6 separate regions of the Mus musculus genome follow, and all the other regions are linked to region 1. Evidence: chromatin contacts called from public HiChIP or PLAC-seq, Micro-C and promoter capture Hi-C data. All regions are on one chromosome and are shown on one strand. Each heading gives the region's core, a stretch centred on a gene start, on an enhancer-like site or on the middle of the called end of the contact. The rest is flanking DNA. Distances are from core to core; before and after follow the strand shown. Region 1 holds the start of Bicc1 (BicC family RNA binding protein 1). Region 2 holds the start of Fam13c (family with sequence similarity 13, member C). Region 3 overlaps Fam13c (family with sequence similarity 13, member C). Region 4 holds the start of Phyhipl (phytanoyl-CoA hydroxylase interacting protein-like). Region 5 holds the start of Mrln (myoregulin). Region 6 holds the start of Slc16a9 (solute carrier family 16 (monocarboxylic acid transporters), member 9).

Region 1 (2,848 bases), core at 192-2,691:
TATTATCTATTTGTGTATGCGTGTGAGAGTGTTATTCCAAAGTGCTCTTGGTATGGCCAAAAAGGACAACTTGCCTGCATTGGGCCTCTCTTTCCACCATGTGAGGCCTGAGGGTCTAACTCAGGTTGTCTGGCTTGACAGCCAGTGTACTTATGTTCTGAGTCACGTCTCCAGCCCCCTGTAAGAGTTTTGATTCAAACACACACTGTATGATTATCTATGGGCCCCAGGTGAACCCTATGGCTCACCCCACTTGTAAACCTACTTCTTCCCTCGGTAGCACAGTGCTTTTCTACCATATTTAACACCATCATCCTCCTACGTAGAACAGATACTCTTGTGCGTTTGGTCATTTAATAAAAGGCAGTACGATTCTGTGTGGCGTGGGGGCGAGTGTTCCAAGCTCACAGCAGGACTTCATCCTCTGAGCTCTATGCTCCGCTTTGAGAGTGATGGTGCGTGGGCTGGCGGGCAGTCAGCATCAGAAGTTGCGAGGCTTTCATCTGTGGGCCGCCTAGAACAGAGAGGAGCTCCCAGCCTGTCTAGAGAATGAGCCAGCCATTTCTGTGATCTCAGACAGAGATAGATGCTTAAGGTGGCGAAAGTAGTGTCTTGTTGAATCAAGGCCTGAAATTAAAGTCAGAGAAGGGCACATCTGGCGAAGGTATCTTTGGATTGGACCGATTAGGTGCACACAAGTCAAGTCTACTCTGACATCTGCAAAAGTTGGTCATCAATCCCTCTTGTCCCCAGATCTCCTTTTATTACTCTCTATTCTCATTCAGGCTTGTGGGACAGACTCAGGGTGTTCTGAGGGTCTGTAAATAGGACTGGACTTGGGAGCATACCCTTTGAGCACTTTGGGGTGAACTTGATCTAAGTTTGGAGTATTCTGAGTATGGAGAGGGATGGAATTCGGGTATAGGGATAGAAAAGTGACAGTAAGGGATTCGGGTGTGGATAAGCAAGCTTGTACGCCTGGCAGGAGTGAGTTTTTGATGGAGTCTCCATCAAAGTTTGTGAGTTTTGATGGAGTCTCCATCAAAGTACAAAAAAGTGGCAGTAAGTGACGAGGGCGTCTGGCGGGGCACCCCAGGAGCGCTAGGCTCGAACTGGGTGAGGGGGTCCGAGAGCCCGAGGGTCCACGCGATGGGTCAGGCATTCCGGGCGGCGCCGCGCGGCGTGTGGACGTGGTGCGTGTGAGAGGGCGCGGGCTGGCCGCTCCCGCCCGCTGCTCCCCGTGGGCCTGGCCGGCCAATGAGCGCGCGAGGCGGCGGCGGGGCTGGCGGCGGCCGGAGGCGCGGGCGGCTCTGTGCGCTCGGAGCGGGCGCTGCGGGCGGGCGGGGGCCGGGGCGCAGGCGATCGGCGCGGCGGGGCGGGGGGCGGCGCCCGAGGCGGGGATGCGCAGGGCTTCCCGCGGCCACGGCGGCGGCGGGGGCACGAGCTAGCGCTGCGGCGCGCCGAGCCACATCGGCCGGGGCCGGGGCGGCGGCAGCCCGAGCGCCGCTCGCACCATGGCCTCGCAGAGCGAGCCGGGCTACCTGGCGGCGGCGCAGTCGGACCCCGGCTCCAACAGCGAGCGCAGCACCGACTCGCCGGTGGCCGGCTCCGAGGACGATCTGGTGGCCGCGGCGCCCCTCTTGCACAGCCCGGAGTGGAGCGAGGAGCGCTTCCGCGTGGACAGGAAGAAACTCGAGGCCATGCTCCAAGGTAGGCATGCCCCTGCTCCTAATCCTCTCCCAAGTCCGCCACAGGATCGTCTCTCAGTCCGCTCACGGGACACCCTCCCTCCCCCCCAACTTTGTCAGCTTGCTCGGATCCGAGGAGCTGGAGGCCCGAGTTTGTGCTGCAGCTCCGAAGTTGCTGTTAGGACCGCGGCGGTGCCAGCTGCAGCTGGGACATCTGGGCCGTGGCATCCTTACACTACGGGACCGCCCAGTGTGCGGGACTTTGCCCGGCTTCCCGCAGCCTGGAATCTCTGCCACCCCTGCCGCGTCTTTTCCCTCCCCTCCTTAGTATCCGCTTCCTCCAGCTAGGGCCTGCTCTCGTCGCCTGGAAAAGCGCTGCAGATGTCAAGGCTTCAGCTGGGAGCCCCCGCCCCCACGCCGGAGTCTTGAGCTGGAGCAAGTCACCCAGGCGTGGGGATCTGTGCCCTGGCAGTGCGAGGGTAGCATGTGTCAGGGTAGCATGTGTCAGGGCAGTCCTAAAAGACATCTTGAGTTACATTCAGTCCATAAACTTCTCCCTTGCAGCTGTGGGAGTCTGACTTGACTTTCATATTTTGGGTTTTTAATTTAAAAAAAATTTTTTTCAAATTCTTTATAGAGTTTCTGGGATTTTCCCAGGAAGAGAAACTTTCTCCACACTGGATCGGAAGCAAATGCTGATTTATTGCTTTAGGATTAGAGTGAGCAGTAACAGATCCAAGGTCATTTTGACCTTTAAAAATGTCCATTCGCAGCCTACCTGTGTGGCTCACCTCCCACATCCAAAGGCAGAGATGAGGTAGCTGGAATGTGCATTATTTTTAAGACTTGAGGAGATCTGGCCCCTGCTCCCAGGAAGGGAGAGAGGTGAGGATTCGGTAGCTCTCATCCTTCATCCCGGGAAGCTTGGAGGTCCACAGACTCGCTTTTATTGCTGTCTGCGTGACTTATTTTGACTTTATCTGTCAATGTATCGCAGTATGGGAGCAAGTTATTCCTCTCTGGAAATGCAGTGGCTTCTCGGAACAATTAAGAGGGTTATTTTAAGAGAGAACAACATGTTTTCCTAAACAATAACTTGGTGGAAATAAGTATCAGGAGTGCTTGGCAGGCGGTTCTGGAAGGGCCGAGAACTCCTCTCC
Region 2 (3,062 bases), core at 454-2,953, 720 kb after region 1:
CTAAAAGTCTCCATCTTGAAACTCCTGGGCCTGTGACTATGGCTGACTCTAGGAATACAGCCACACAACACTCCCAAGAATCAGGCCCAGAAAAACATGTGGTGCCAAGGAACCCAGAGGAAAAGAGAGATGTTACCTGACCACTTATCCAGGAAATTCAGGCCTCATCCTTGGCCCACAGGTATCTCTCCCCACCTCTCTCTTTCTCTATCTTTCTATTGCAAGGCAATGTCACTATCGTGTCCAGGGTTCCAGTGGACAGGCCATAGTGAATCATTGAAAGTCAACCTGGTCCTTATTTTAAAGAGACCCCACTTAGATGAGCTCAAAGCGGGGTACTAAGTCAGTAGCAAACCAGACAAGCAAAAGTGCATGGGGAAGAGGCCCAGAAAGCACAGTGGAACCTCAGCCCTCCCTCTCCAAGTCTCTGCAACAGTGGCAGGATCTGAAAGCCAAAAGATGCTCTCGTCACTGTTCAGGTTTCTTTAGCAAACAGCTTCTAAGCCACTTGTAGCCTCTGTATGAAACTCACAATTCTCTTAAGTAGTGGGATACACAACTTTGCGCATGCACACACACACACAGCCTGCTGCAAAAAGCTTTTACCGAGTAGCTTTTACCAAAAGGTCCCAGAAGTAAACACTAATTTCCCTACGATAAAATGGAATACATATAGTTTATACTCCCAGCTATATGTGAATTGCATACAGTGCCAGCAAAATCTACTCCACGTTCACCTCTGATATATAGATTCTATTAAGAAAATACTAAGGAAGAGATGACCAAAATAAAAACAAAGCACTATCAATATCAACACACACACACACACACACACACACACACGCACACACACGGGCTGGCCTAGAGTAAAACATTATTTCCCTTCCCTCCACTATGAACTGTTATTAGGTTGTTAGTCAGGCAAGGCGTTTCTCTATAGTCACATTATTGTGGCCAGACGAGAAAAATCACAAAAAGGCATCTAGAAAAGTTTACCGCACTGTGTCTTAAAAATCTGTACACACGGAGAGGGAAGGTGAGTTTACCCTGTTTAAATATGCTGGAATTAAACTCCTGCTAGCTCACATCCGTCTATTTGGGGCAAATGTACACTGCGTGCACTCCATGAAAACTGACACTCATGTTGGCAAAATACAACCCAGCTTCCTTTCTGACATGTCACATAGATTTTTTTTTAAGCTAAGCTCCAAGATTGCATATTTTGGGCCACGGAGCCTCCCGCAGCAATCAAGCTAGGTTTATTACTCCCCCCACCCCCCGCTTCCGCTCCTCACTCCCTACCCCCGCGCACCCTCCACCCCGAGCTGCCAAAATACTGGCTGCAACCTGTGTGAGGTTTGTGGGCCCCGCCAGCCTCGCAGCCTCAGGATCCAGGAGACAATGCATCGCCTGGAAAGAGGGCTTGGGGACAGGGGTGGGGTGGGGTGGAGTGGGGTGGCAGCGGGAGGGGATACCTTCACCATAGTTGCTTCGGAGACAGGAATGCAAGTCGATTGTAAGGGCAAGAAGCACTTACTCAGTTACAGCGGCGCTGCCGAAGGAATTATCCTGAAGGCTGAAACAGAAACAAGAAAACATGAGCCAAGTGCGGCCGGGGAGCCGTCTCCCTAATTGCTCTCCCGGAGTTAGAGCACCCACACAAACATGGCATTGCCAGGCAAGTCTTAGGGCTCGCCCGGCACGCTCGCTCTACCTTGGGCTGCTGTCTGCACATGCTCCTGACGACACCCCCAGCAGGGGCCCAGCGGCACCGGCGAACCACAAAGCCCAGCAGCCCGCGAGGCTGCGGGGACGATGGGGCGGGGCGCGGCGGCGCGCGACCGGGGGCTTCAGCCTCAGGAACCTGGAGCTGCTCCGCGCAACCCTGGTAGGCAGCTAGGAGCTACAGAGAGTCCAAGCTGCTTGAGCCTGCCACCTCAGCCTCAGCTGGCAATACAGATTGCGTCGTCCCCCCCACCCCCCAGTGGATACAATGCCCGCCTCCCATGGCTTGTTACCTCCCCAGCCCCCACCCCACCCTAGGGATGCAAACGAGCAAAGATGCTTCTGTCGCTTTTCCTGAAAGCATGGAGAGATCGAGAAGGAGGAGAGGGATATGGATGCTGAGTTTTGATTTATTTTCACTGTGTGTTGGTTTTTATTGCCTAGAACAAAAGGGCTCCCAAGGGCGGGCTGCATCCCGACAGGTCCGTCTGCGCTCTTGTTATTTTACTCCGCTAGAGGAAGCGCCCAGCGCAGGACCACAGAGATGTGAATGAACCTATGCAGGCGAATGTAGAATGCTTTCCAGGCCTTCGCTGATGCCTAGGACACCGTGCCAGGCGGGGAGATGGACTCCTACCCCCACAGCAGCCCCGCACCTTCACAAAGGATGGAATGACAACTCACAAACGTTGTTCCCTTTGATGGAGTCTACTTTGTTGGGGGAAGGGAGGGCCGGTCAGCCCCACCCCCACCCCGCTTTATTCTTGCTTGGAGATGTTTACCCTGCCCCGTTCCCATTGTCCATGTTTCCTGACATGTTGACCTTGACTTGGAAAGACCTGCCTCTGAATTTTGAAATACGATCACAGACTTACGTGTTGAACTATACTATGCATGTGTTCTTAATCCTACTGTCCCATGGAACTAGGTTCTAGATGGCAACGTGAAGTCTAATCACAGGATATCTTCCTGTCCTCAGATCCAAAGACTGTCACTTTCCCAAACGCCCCTGCGCTCGAGGGCTGTGGTGCCCATTCTGGGTAGTTCAGTGTGAAGAAAGACCAGCCTTTTGATTGCGTAAACATCTCCAGTGATTCATCTAGAACAGAAGGAACAATGCTTTCACCTGAAAAACAGCAGTTGATATGAATATGCTGTGGACCAGTTGAAAATATAATGAACCCTCTGAGAGGCCCAACAAGCAGCTGAAAGAGTCAGATGCAGATACTAGCACCCAACCAATGGACAGAAGCGGGGGACCCCTGTGGATGAATTGGGGAAAAGCTGGAAGAAGCTGAGGAGGAGGGCAGCCCCATGGGAAGACCAGCAGTCTCAAC
Region 3 (3,089 bases), core at 186-2,685, 670 kb after region 1:
CCTCAGCTGACGTTCAGCTCATATACACCTCTGTCTCTTTTGTTCCTGACTCTACCCCACGTTAAACCACCAAGGTTTCTAAAACATTCAGTCATCAAGGACAGCATGTTCTTTCTCCAGGAAATGCATCTAACAATGATCCCTAAGCTTATCAAACATGTTCCTTCTGGGAATTGGATGTTCAAATGCTTAGTTCTAGAAATTAAGACTGTTCCTTTTAGACAGAAGCAAACTCATCTTGTGATAATTATCAGCCTACTTGGTGCTCTCTGACCTTGAACAAACTCGTGGATACATTTAAGTATTCTGTGCTCCGAAAGTATTCTTGGTGGTCCTGTCTACTCTGAGACTGGTCTGAACTGGAATCAAGTATCATTCCAGCAGGAATTCTCTTTCACACACAATTCTTTTTCACATCAACATTGAAACAGTAGCAACGAGGCCTAAGTGAACATTACAATAGTGGTTCTATATAAGTGGAAAGATTACAAGACTAACATGTGGATGAATTTCTACATTTTCCAACATTGTTATTATTATTATTATTATTATTATTATTTTAATTACTATTACTACTATTACTGTCAATGTTAATAAATGTCCCTTTGCCTTGTACCACACCAATGTTAGATAAAAGTGATAACTATGTATCAAATGTCCAAGGGTGGGTTTCTTAGAGGAGGAGGAGGGGGAGGAAGATGGGAAGCAGAAAATACCTACAGGGTTTCCTTCCCGTAATGATCACGAAGTCTTCTTCAATCAGTGCAAGGACTTCGTGTGGAACTCTGGTCTCCATAACAAGAGGAGGGAAATATTTTTATCTGTGTCAGTGAGAACCAGTATTCTTAAACTAATGTCCATCTATGTCTAAGCTTTTACACAGCTAAAGCAGTGGGCTTTTTCAATATGAGAGCCAAAAGGGCCTTAACCATTCATTGGAAGAACCAACTCTTTATATTAGAAGAGAACCTGAGAGACGGAAGCAGGGAGATCACAAGTTCAAGGGCATCTTCAGCCATGGAGTGATTTTGGGAATACTTATGGCTAATGAGACTCTGCTCTCATTAGCCAAGAAACAAAATAAAAAAGACCAAGACGAGCAAGGTCACCTGTAAGACCATGAACTTCTTAATGCAAATGTTCTTGTATCTCACAGGTTGGTCTGTGTCTATAGGGGAGGAAGGAAGTGGGATTGGGACTTGCTGTTTGAAACACACCCCAGAGAACCCGCTCATGACCCAAGCGTGTACTAGGGAGTCTTGACATCAGTAAGAGAAGCTATTTGCTATTTCTATTTCATCCCTGCCCTTCTCACAAAACACCAAACAGAACCCAAGTAGCTCAATAAAGAGAAAGCAGGTGTGGGAATGCTCAGAGCCCCTGCCCTGGAACAGTCCACGCATGCGCATGGGGATAGCTCCTTTTGTATTGCTAGAAAGCTCTGTCCCGCTCGCTCGCCTCTTAAACATCTTTTCTCCTTCAAGCGGAACTCATTAGGAATCTGCTCACTTCTATTTTAAAAAAAAATTTTTTTAAATAAAAACAACTAGTGAGACACACACACACACACACACACACACACACACTGTCTCAAAACAAAAGATAAAAGGCTTTATTCCCCCCAAGGAAAAGTAGCTGCCAAGAAAACTTCCTCTCTCCAAAAAGCAACAAAGCTTTCAGGCTTTCCTTTCATCTAAAGGATCACAAACAGAGAAACAGGAAAAGCATCAAAGGCTATTATGCTTGCGCAGGGTCCACGGCTCCCTGGAAAACTGGGGACTCACAGATAAAGAAGCCAGTGAGCTTCCAGTTTAGCCACCGGCCTAATTAATACCAATGCTGCTGAGAAACAGCTCCTGTTGATACAGAGGAGGTCTTTAATGACACTGAAGGCTTAATTTTGTCATAAATTTTAATACAGTATTTTAAATACAAGTGAGTTAATCACTCTCCAAAGTAAATTCACTGGGCTGGGGAAGAAATCCCCACCTTCATTAGCAGTCTCTGAGATTCCTGAATTCCCCCTCTTTTCTCATAGCTGAAGGCATAGGCTTTAGCAATAAACCTCAGTTAAACTGATGCATATTCATGCAGTTGCTCTAAACTGATTTACAGTTCTTGTCTTGGCCCTGGAACCCACGGGAGTGAGAACCGAAGGAAGCCACAGCCTCTCTGGGTTGTGTGTGGTAAGCCATTGGTGGGCTTTCTAGTTCCGAGGGGAAAAGCAATTCTCTAGGTGTACTGATCTCGTTAAATACCAGACACAGAGGAGCATCCAGAGTAGCCAAACATCTGAAAAGTACTCAGAGGCACCAAAAGTCCGTGGTAACATGTAAACTGTCAACTAGAAAAGGGTCTTTAAAACACTGCTGGCCGGGCCGGGCGTGGTGGTCCACGCCTTTAATCCCAGCACTCGGGAGGCAGAGGCAGGCGGACTTCTGAGTTCGAGGCCAGCCTGGTCTACAAAGTGAGGTCCAGGACAGCCAGGGCTATACAGAGAAACCCTGTCTCAAAAAAAAAAAAAAAAAACAAACAAACAAACAAAAAAAAACACTGCTGGCCTCTGCGTTCTAGATGAGGAGTTAGCTGGAGCTCGCAAGATGAGCAGTTGCCAGGAAGAGGATTGAAGTAGGCATCCTTAATCAAATGCCAAGTAGCCAGCATAAGTAAATGGGGGGCGGGGTCAGGGAGACTGTCTGATCACTATATCTGTGCGAGGCAAGGTATGCATACCGAGGCAAGGTATGCATACGCCAGGCAGCCCCACTCTTGGAAGTTTTCAAACAAAAGCTGAAAACTCTAGATTTTTCAAAACAGACTCATAATCGTTTACAACACTGTGGGAGTCGAATGTGTCCCCTCACTACACATCCACATAGGCGCTGTATTTGTACTGCTGAGGGATGTAGGACGGGGGCAGGAAGGGCAGATGGGCAGGAGGCCAAGTGGAGTGAGGAGGCTAAAATAACCTGAGGTGGCTAAGAGAACATTCCAGACAGCCATGGGAGTCTTACAAGAAGAGGAGATCAAGATAACAGTTTCAAAACTTTTTTAAAAAGAGTTCCCCCAACAAATGTTTTAGGAATTGT
Region 4 (2,914 bases), core at 201-2,700, 560 kb after region 1:
AGACATCAATTAACTAGATTTAGTTGTTTATGGCTAAATGGATGTGACTAGAAAAGGCAGCATATAGTAATCTATATGTAAATTGTTTTTATTGGTGAATATCAATGTTTGAAATTGGAAAATGAGTAAACATGGAACATAAATTATTACCAATAACTATAAATAATACAAGGGGGAGAGGGGCTTCTTTTGATCCCGTGATACCAAGAAAAACAAAATAACATTCCGAATCAGTAAATGAGAACAGAGGCCAACAGGCTGTCATCTATATAGGCTTTATTTTTAAAACCTTTGCACCATCAGAGTGCACTGAAATATCTTAGGTGCTCCTGAAAGCAATGGGGCGTGCAAATATGGCCATCACTGGAAGACCACAGGTCCCCCTTTCATTTTCTAGGGTAACAAAGAACAGGTGATGTGTTTCAGCCTGTATTTTTCAGTCAGAACAATGCCGGGCCCAGGGAGAGCACTGAAGACTTGTTTGTTAGCTGAGTGGGTGAGGAGGCAAGCTGACAAGTGGCTGTCACCCGGAAGCTGCCTCCTCAGCAGCCAGCCGCCAGCATCCTGTGTAGCCTCACCTGTCCCGCAGCACCGACCTGAGTTCGCGCTCGCTGCCCGGTGCAGTCCTCAGGTGGCCGCTCATTGCTCACTGCGGGGCCTGGTGAGGAACGGCGGCTGGGCGCGCAGAGCGGGGACCGGGAACCCTAGGCGGCTCGGGCCTCAGTTTCCCAATGTGTGTTCAACAAGCAACAGGCGCGCGCTCGCCTCGCCGCAGCCCGGGGTGGCCGTCCGGCTCTACCTGGCATTGTGAAAAGAGCCTAGCCGCCATCGCCGGGCGAGCGCGACGCGCCGAGCAGCTTGCCACAGCCCGCGCTCCTCGCGCGCTCCATCCTCCTTCGCTTCCAGCGGGAGAAGGCGCGCGGGAGAGCCAAGCGAGGGCGCGTGCGCGCGGCAGGCGGGGTCGGGATGCGCAGGGAAGCAGTGGGGCGCGCATGCGCGTGCGCGCGACAGGCGCCCCGGGGGGTACGGTCTACGCGCCCGCAGGTAGGTTGCGGGTGCGCGCCCCAGGACAAGGGCAGCGATGGAGGCGTGTCAGAGCGTGGGCGCGCCACTGGCTGGGAGCGGAGCCCTAGAGAGGAGAGCGGAGGGCGCGTCCGCGTCCGTGCGCGTACGCGCGCGCGGCAGGTAGGGGGCGGGGTCCGCGTGCCGTAAAAAAGGGGCGGGGCCCTGTGCAGGCAGGTAGGCGCGACCCCGGACCCCTGTCCTCCGTGCGCGTGTGCGCAAGGGCGGGCGGCAGGCAGGGGGCGGGGTCTGCGAGAGGTAGGAAAGGGGCGGGGCCCGGGTGCAGGCAGGTAGGCGCGTCCACCGCCAGCCCCGCCCCCGTGAGCGTGCGCGGCCCTCCCTTCAGGCGAGAGCGCGCTCTTCCCGCGCTCGCGCCGGCCGGCGTTCAGTCTACGAGCCGCGCACTCGAAGGAGCTTCTGCCGCCGCTGCCGCCGCCGCCACCACCACCGCCGCCGCCGCCTCGGCCGCGACTCCCGACCGGAGGTTGCCCTCGTCCTCAGCCTTCTCAGGCCTTTCCCGCCCTTCGCCCCGCCGGCCGCTGGCGCCTGGCTTCGACGCGGGGTCGCGAAGATGGAGGTGCCGCGCCTGGACCATGCCCTCAGCAGCCCCAGTAGTCCGTGTGAGGAGATCAAGAACCTCAGCCTGGAGGCCATCCAGCTGTGCGACCGTGATGGTGAGGAACGGAGGCACCGGCGGGAGACAAAAGGACGCGGGCGGAGGTGTCCGGTCCCTGGGAGAGGGCGCCTCTCGGGTCCGCGGGAGAAGGCTGCTGGAGGGAGAGGGCGCCTCTCGGGTCCGCGGGAGAAGGCTGCTGGGGGAAGAGGGCGCCTCTCTGGTCTTTAGGAGAGGGCGCCGCTCAGGTCCGCGGGAGAAGGCTACCGGGGGAGAGGGATCCAATGGGTCCGCGGGAGAGGGCTCCACTGGGGAAAAGGAACCGTTCGGATCCGCGGGAGAATGCTCCGCGGTGGAGAGGGCGCCTCTCGGGTCCGCGGCCCGGTGTTGCCTATTCTGCAGCAGGCAGATCTTGGGTCTCCCGACCAGGGACTTACCCGCCACCGCGAAGGCTAGACTGGATAGGCTTGAACAAAAACTTACCCATTCTCTTGCAAACCTCTGAACCCCAGGAGTGTCTGTCTAACTGGGGTGAGCCTCCTAGTATTTTAGTCGGGGACAGAAAAGCTGCGTTTCAGCACCAAGGACAGACACTAGGCTCTTGGTTCTGGGCAGGGATTATGAGGCTGTCAAAAATCCGAACAGGATATTGGTCCTTCCTCTACGTTTGCTGAGATTCGGTGTGTGTGCAGCACACACCATTGTGTGTTGATGTGTCAGTACTCTATTGTTAAAGTTGGCAGTCTACGAAAAGGAAATGACTGATCACAGGGTCCGAGTGTTAAAGTGCTAGCTAGCTAGTACTCTGCAGTGTGGGCACGGCGCTGTGTGTTGGGCTAGTTAGAGTATCAGTGTTGGGCACAGAATGGTGTGTTGGGCTAGTTGGAGGATAAGAGTTGTTTCAGTGATTTGGAATAAAACTTCATTTGTAAAGAAGTCGTCTGATTGCTGATTGGCCAAATAATTGTTAAATTCTGCATATAAAACCGGTTGACATGGAAATACGATTATCAGTGAAAATGTTCAACTGTATATGAGTAATAGCTATAGAACATTTTAAAAGAAAAGTTATGAGAGCTATTAATTGGTGCACGGTAAGGTCATTAAATGTAGCAGGATAACTCATATAGGAAACAAAGATCTTGATTTTTTTTAAAGGCATTGAAATGGACATTTAAGTCGACTGAGCACTAAAGTCCTGCTTACTAATAATTTTTAATTGTTAGTGTGAATTTATTT
Region 5 (3,053 bases), core at 154-2,653, 960 kb after region 1:
GTTCTCCCACAGCGGTGGCATGCACCATTCTGAAAACGAAGACGTTAAAGACTTTAAATGTGGCACAGTTTTATAGGAGCTTGTTTCTCAGACTAATATTTCCTATCGAGCATAGTGTTTGTAGGCTCTGCAACTGAACTTGAAATGGCAGATTATTCTCAAGATTAAGTCCATTGAATGAAGGATTTTTATAGATGACATTTAAATTTCTGTCAGTACTCACAGCCACTTATGTTACACTATTGTCAAATACCCAAACCGGTGCAAGATAGATAATAATTCATTTCACCAGTGAGGAAGCTGAGGTTCAGAGAGGCTGAGGCCCTGTGTACAGTCTTACAACCACTCTTACCCAGTCCACTTCTGTGTCTCTGGGATTCACTTTAATGCCTCTGTCAAGATTACACCGATGCTGGGCAGTGATGGCACACAGATGTAGTCGCTCCTAGCACTCAGGAAGCAGAGGCAGGTGGATCTCTGAATTTGAGGCCAGCCTGGTCTACAGACCGAGTTCCAGGACAGCCAGGGCTGCACAGGGAAACCCTGTCTCGCAAAACCAACCAAACAAAAAAAGTTTCTAAACAACAGCAAAAATAGTTTGTATCTAGACATGTACACATGCCCAGGAATGAGACTCACACAGCCAAAGCAGAGAGCTATGCTAATATATGGCCTTGAAGAGGGACTGGGATATCAAGTGTCAGTTTTGCCCAGGATGACTGGGCAAGGCATCTGGCTCTCTGAATTCCAGGGTCCTCCCTTGCCAGACAGAAAACACAGTGACCTACTTCTCAGGCCTCTGAGAAGTGACCATGTCAAAGAGGCTGCAGAGACAGGGCCGTTGGTTACAAAGCTAGTAAGCAATGCGATGGGTCCCTCTGCCCCAAACCCAGAACAGGGGATAACAACAGGGCACCATGCCTCCCCCCGCTCTCCCACTTTGATTCCTGTAAGTAAAAACTCCCTTTGAAAACACTGGGATTCTATCTGGAGAAGGAAACACAGGGAGATGGGTCAAGCTGCAAGCCCAGGGCTCAGCCGAGCAATTTATATCCAGCGTTATTAATCACCTGCTCCGCTTGCCGTGAGCCAAAACCAAAAAGAAAGGAGTAGGATTCTGACTCACTAATCTCCCTTATCATCAGCCTCGTAAAACTTGGAGGGATGTTGAAATGCAGGCAGTGGAAACCAGCTTGGGGAGTCAGCAACTTTTAGCCTTCATTATTTCTAATGAGAGGCAACAAGAGTTTCGTTCGCCTCTCCCTGTGTCAACACTACTTAAAAATATAAACGCAAGCAACACTTACTGTTCAGGGGTGCAACGGAGCCAAGTCCAAAGTCCTGGGAATGGCCGCCCTTCCTTTCAAAAACACCATCTGCTCTCCATGGACGAAAAGCTCACTGGGCTGTTATTAGTAACTGGCTCCGAGTGTTAGGCAGAAACCTGAGCCAGAATGTCATGGGGAGGAGGCAAGAGAAACTGACAGACACAGGTGGGATAGAGTCTAACAAAATATATTTACATTGAAGTCAAGCAAGCCGCTAGGCGGGGATGCCTTAAGTCCCCATGGTAGCTGTTCTAAACTATCAGCAAGCAACAACAAATCTCCTCCACTGTGAGAACATAGCCCCTTCTCTTCTGCACACTCCTTTTCTGCAGGGAGCTGGCTTTTAAAAACTGTTTTAGTTTTATTTCTGTGTGTGTGTGTCTGTGTGTGTAATGTCATGTGTATGTGTGTGGGGGGTGTCAGGGGTGTTTAAGGAGGGCAATAAGGAATATCAGGCCTGCTGGAGCTATAGTTACAGGTGGGTGACTACTTGTAAATTCTGGAAACTCAACCCAGGCCCTCTGTGAGAGCAATGTGTGGTCTTAACTGCTGAGCCACCTTTCTAGCCTGTTTGCTTGCCTGCCTTTCTTTCTTCTTTCTTTCTCTTTCTTTCTTTCCTTCTTTCTTTCTTTCTTCTTCCTTCCTTCCTTCCTTTCTTTCTTTCTTTCTTTCTTTTTCTTTTTTCTTTCCTTTTCTCTCTCTCTCTCTGCCTTTCCTTCCTTCTCTTCTGTCTGCCTTTCCTTCCTTCTTTCTTTCTTCCTTCCTTTATTTTCTTTCTTTTTTTCCTTTTCTCTCTCTCTCTCTCTCTGCCTTTCCTTCCTTCTCTTCTGTCTGCCTTTCCTTCCTTCTTTCTTTCTTCCTTCCTTTCTTTTCTCTTTCTTTCTTTCTTTCTTTCTTTCTTTCTTTCTTTTTCTCTCTTTCTTTCTTTCTCTTTTCTCTCTCTCTGCCTTTCCTTCCTTCTCTTCTATCTGCCCTTCCTTCCTTCCTTCCTTCTTTCCTTCCTTCCTTCCTTCCTTCCTTCCTTCCTTCCTTCCTTCCTTCCTTCCTTCTTTCTCTTCCTTTCTTCCTTTCTTTCTCTTTTAAGATTTATCTATTTATTTCATGGGAGTACGCTGTTGCTCTCTTCAGACACACCAGAAGAGAGCATCAGATATCGCTATACATGGTTGTGAGCCACCATGGGGTTGCTGGGAATTGAACTCGGGACCTCTGGAAGAACAGTCAGTGCTCTTAACCACTGAGCCATCTCTCCAGCCCACTTTCTGATATCTAAATATCTTTTTGTGTTTATGAATTTAACCTAGTCTATTTTGATTCTCCCGTTTTCAAAATATATCAATGAGTGGATTTTACAACATCTACTGTTGATTTTGTGTACGAGTCTGGGTGCAGTTGGGTGGGAGAGGGTGTGCAAGTTAAGGAATGCGTTTCATTCCTTAGAAGACTGTTTCTGAATGTGTGGGTCATGGCCCCTTTGGGGGAGGGTCATGTTTCAGATAACCTGCGTATCAGATATTTACATTGCAATTCATAACAGTAGCAAATTTACAGTCATGAAGGAGCAATAAAATAATTTTATGGTTGGAGGTTACCACAACATGAGACATTGTATTAAAAGGGTGGGGCATTAGGAAAGTTGAGAACCATTCTTTTAGACGCTGTCCACTACTTTTGAGACTACGTCTCTTACTGACCCGGGACCTGACCAGTGTCCCAGGATGGCTA
Region 6 (3,037 bases), core at 5-2,504, 910 kb after region 1:
CTTCATTAGAGACGAGTAGGATCCCTGTCTCTCCACTTACCCAAACACAGAAGGATGGGAAGCAAGGAAACCTGCTCTTCGGACATCGGCGGTGCTGAATATACAAGTTATTGCCAGTTGGCAGGTGAAAAGATTTTATTGTCTAATTTCTATTTGCTAGTCGAGGGTGGTTAATGGGTACCGACACTACTCTCTGCGCTCACAAAGTGTTTAACGGAGGCTGTAACCAATCGGCACACCCTTTCTTTCTCCAACCTAGCTCACTCCGTCTGTTGCCTAAGAGTATCTGAGTGGCCTCTGCTCTGCTCTGCTCTGCTCTAGGTGAACATGCCAATCTGGGCAAGTCAAGATGTCTAACTATTACCACTGAGCTGTAGCCCATCAGATGGGCCCAATGAGGCAAGTAAGATATCAACATAAATAATATGTAAATAATATCTGTAGTGTAAACACTGCCTAAACTTTCCGGATCATTTGTGCTGCATAGACCTGACATTCCAAGAACGAAGTAAAATCCCGACCTGATTGATGGTCAAGTTCCATGGCTTGCTGTTTCCCCTGAAGCCTCTGTGCATGGCTAAAACCAAAGAAGGGTTCCCTAGGCGAACCAGAGCTGAGGCATGCGCACCAAAATCCTTCTAAGTTTTGTTCAGGTGGCGGAGGAGCCGCCTGGCCGTTAGGCTCCTACACCCTGTAGCGCAGCCCGGGTGCTGCCCTGCCCGGAACCCAGCAGGATCTGCCCGCAACGTGAGCTGCTGTCCTTGCAGTTTACCAAACCTATGCGCCCCAGCCTGGATTCTCCCCAGCACCTGAGCCCACCTCCTCGGGAGCGGCCTTCTGGGAAGTGAGGACCCACTTGGGTCACACGTAGAAGGTATCCCAGGAGACTCATCTGGTGACATCCGAGCTCTCATCTCCCCCATTCTCCCTGCAAAAGGCAACCCTACGAGTATTTTTGCAGAGGCAGTTACTCTTTCTAGAAGAGGGTGCAGAGTGCTCCGCGGCGCTCTCAGGACGCTTTCAGCCCGGGCAGACCAGAAGCCGGCCGGTAGCTGTGCACCCGCGGGTGACAGCACCGCCTCCTTTCGGTGCAGTTTGCAGGGTGAGGGGACAGCTCCCGCCGGGACCTTCCCAGTTCCTGGGGTTTTTACCTGAGTCCCGGCCTCGGCTGGGGCCGCGGGCGCAGCTCCGGCCGCAGCTGCTGATCCGGGCCCTGCGCTGGGCGAGCAGTCCCGCTGCGCGCAATATACGGCCGCCGCCCTCTGCCCTCGGGACACATGGAGTGCAGCCCGCCCGGCCGGCTCCACCTTCCCCACCCCCACCGCCCACCCCGGGAAGTCACTCCCGGGGTGGTCCCACTCTCAGATCTCCTCTGCAGGGGCACCCTGGCCAGTCTGAACCGGCTGAGACTGCACGCCCGCTGGGGGAAGGAAGAGGAGGCGGAGGAGGAGGAGATGGAGGCGGTGGAAAAGCCGGCGGTAGGGGCGCTGCGTCTACACCCGTAGCTTAAGGCCCGGCTAGGAGTGGGGGGAGGGCCGGACCCGAGTCCCCTTGGTCTCCCGAAGCTCTCCCGCATACCCCCCGCCAAGCACCGTGTGCATTTGCGAGGAGCCTGTGTGGAACTGAATACAAGGGTCGCCTGCTCTCCCTGGCTTCCCTGGGTCGCTGGGAGCCTCCTGGCCAGAGCTGTACTCGTGGGCAGAGATCCCAGAGGAAAGCGAACTAGAAACCTAGAACTTTGTGAAGTTGGTACTCTTTGGCAGTAGGGAGTATAAGATGCCAAGGGCTTTCCTTTGGGACAACTCCGCGGGAAAGGCGGGTGTCCAGGAGGTCGAAGAGGGAGGGAGAAGTTATGTGAAGACCGTCAGGTGTCTTGAAGTAGAACCAGGCTGTCACTAGCTGTGGTGCAAAGCAACTCACGCTGGAGCTACCTACCATGCATGGCTCTCTGCGCTGTCACCGAAGCCCACTGCAGAAAACTTTAGGGTTCCAGGGGCTAACGAATGTGTGGACACCGTTCGCTCCAGGGATATGTCTGCAATGTGGCGTGTGCTCACCCTCTGCCCCATTAACTTTCTGTCTGTTGAATTCTTGAAGAGAACTATGTCTATCTAACAGCGTGAGAATTCCCTTCATACCACGCAAAGCCTGCGTTCTTAGGCGGCAAGGACTACCTCCTGCAAAGTTAAGAGTTGAGCCACCTAGGTCTTTTCAGCTTATTTCCTTATCTATGATATTTTCAGAATCTTGCCTGCATCGTGGAGAGTGGGGGAGGGTTGAGAAGTCAGAAAAGGTACGGAATCTGGCCATGCCCACCACCCTGAGAAGTGGCTTTAGCGCTTCTCTCCAACACCCCCTTTCTATTCAGGTTATGGAGAAGTCCTCTCAAACATATTATTCTTGTCCCCGGAGAGAGCTTACTTGCCACCCCCAGCACCCAAGTATAACTAAGCATGACTGCAGCTGCTGTCAAAACCATAGCACCAAAGAGGTAGAGGCTACCCTTATTAGAAAGCTCCGGGTCTCACTTAGAGACCCTCTCTTCAAAACCAAGGTGGACTGTTGCTGAGAAACACACACACAGACACACACACACACACACACACTCAAAGTGGAAGAAAAATCAGAAAAATACTTAATAGTAACAGTAGCCCACTGTGGTGATTCACACCTATACCCAATTGAAGAGGCAGATCGCTGGGAGTTCAGGTCCATCCTGGGCTACATAATGAATTTTAGGCTAGCCTGGGCTACAGAGACCTCATCTGAAAAGAAACACTACCAATTAAAAACAATAACAAAACAGTGCCCATGGAAGGCAGGTAGTATCCAAACAAACAAAAACCTTATGGGAGGAAAAAGAAAGGAAAAGCTGTCAGCATCCTAAAAATGTGTTTGTGAAGAAGAAAGGGGCTCTGTATCCACTCCCGATGGTGGTCTCATTTAGAACGGATGACTTGTGTTCACTCACGGTATCTACAGCTGCCTGAAAACCTATCTCATCTCCCCCTCTGTGCTTCAGGAACAGGTACTTTGG

The links. Promoter capture Hi-C pulls out the DNA fragments that hold promoters and counts their contacts. Hi-C and Micro-C count contacts between places; a contact is called where the count stands out from the background. HiChIP or PLAC-seq counts read pairs in DNA pulled down with a chosen protein or histone mark.
Region 2: a contact with region 1 is called in a promoter capture Hi-C map of hippocampal neurons, with 5 times the contacts expected there. The contact joins the promoter of Fam13c here to the promoter of Bicc1 in region 1. A contact is called at or near these places in 5 of 39 promoter capture datasets (the C10 cell line, cranial neural crest, embryonic stem cells and 2 more), 2 of 484 Hi-C or Micro-C datasets (both in embryonic stem cells), 3 of 115 datasets of contacts at active chromatin or transcription factors (astrocytes, embryonic stem cells and neural tube) and 1 of 9 other capture datasets (liver).
Region 3: a contact with region 1 is called in an H3K4me3 HiChIP or PLAC-seq map of stem cell-derived neural progenitor cells, with 3 times the contacts expected there. The contact joins the enhancer-like site here to the promoter of Bicc1 in region 1. A contact is called at or near these places in 1 of 484 Hi-C or Micro-C datasets (nephron progenitors), 4 of 115 datasets of contacts at active chromatin or transcription factors (the NIH/3T3 cell line, fibro-adipogenic progenitors, forebrain and 1 more) and 1 of 9 other capture datasets (embryonic stem cells).
Region 4: a Micro-C map of embryonic stem cells shows a contact between it and region 1, with 6 times the contacts expected there. The contact joins the promoter of Phyhipl here to the promoter of Bicc1 in region 1. A contact is called at or near these places in 6 of 39 promoter capture datasets (the 3T3-L1 cell line, embryonic stem cells, hippocampal neurons and 1 more), 2 of 484 Hi-C or Micro-C datasets (both in embryonic stem cells), 5 of 115 datasets of contacts at active chromatin or transcription factors (embryonic hindbrain, embryonic stem cells, forebrain and 1 more) and 1 of 9 other capture datasets (embryonic stem cells).
Region 5: a promoter capture Hi-C map of hippocampal neurons shows a contact between it and region 1, with 5 times the contacts expected there. The contact joins the promoter of Mrln here to the promoter of Bicc1 in region 1. A contact is called at or near these places in 2 of 39 promoter capture datasets (hippocampal neurons and stem cell-derived epiblast-like cells).
Region 6: a promoter capture Hi-C map of hippocampal neurons shows a contact between it and region 1, with 5 times the contacts expected there. The contact joins the promoter of Slc16a9 here to the promoter of Bicc1 in region 1. A contact is called at or near these places in 3 of 39 promoter capture datasets (cranial neural crest, hippocampal neurons and stem cell-derived epiblast-like cells) and 1 of 115 datasets of contacts at active chromatin or transcription factors (stem cell-derived neural progenitor cells).

What each region holds. Positions count from the first base shown.
Region 1 is chr10:71,158,283-71,161,130 of GRCm38.p6, reverse strand. It overlaps Bicc1 (BicC family RNA binding protein 1), which reads left to right and starts at 1,441. Exons shown (of 21, transcript NM_031397.3): 1 at 1,441-1,710. The coding sequence starts at 1,515.
Region 2 is chr10:70,439,551-70,442,612 of GRCm38.p6, reverse strand. Fam13c (family with sequence similarity 13, member C) reads right to left here and starts at 1,703. Exons shown (of 14, transcript NM_024244.4): 1 at 1,538-1,703. The coding sequence starts at 1,599.
Region 3 is chr10:70,483,762-70,486,850 of GRCm38.p6, reverse strand. All of the region lies in intron 4 of Fam13c (family with sequence similarity 13, member C), which reads right to left. Among named protein-coding and RNA genes, the nearest start is that of Fam13c, 44 kb to the right of the region's middle. Within about 2 kb of position 1,435, at least 40 of the 459 cell types and tissues checked have an H3K27ac peak or open chromatin away from gene starts, as enhancers often do. A contact at or near this core is called in forebrain and stem cell-derived neural progenitor cells, where this site is marked.
Region 4 is chr10:70,597,827-70,600,740 of GRCm38.p6, reverse strand. It overlaps Phyhipl (phytanoyl-CoA hydroxylase interacting protein-like), which reads left to right and starts at 1,450. Exons shown (of 5, transcript NM_178621.4): 1 at 1,450-1,736. The coding sequence starts at 1,634.
Region 5 is chr10:70,203,014-70,206,066 of GRCm38.p6, reverse strand. Mrln (myoregulin) reads right to left here and starts at 1,403. Exons shown (of 3, transcript NM_001304739.1): 1 at 1,308-1,403.
Region 6 is chr10:70,243,493-70,246,529 of GRCm38.p6, reverse strand. Slc16a9 (solute carrier family 16 (monocarboxylic acid transporters), member 9) reads right to left here and starts at 1,254. Exons shown (of 6, transcript NM_025807.3): 1 at 1,152-1,254.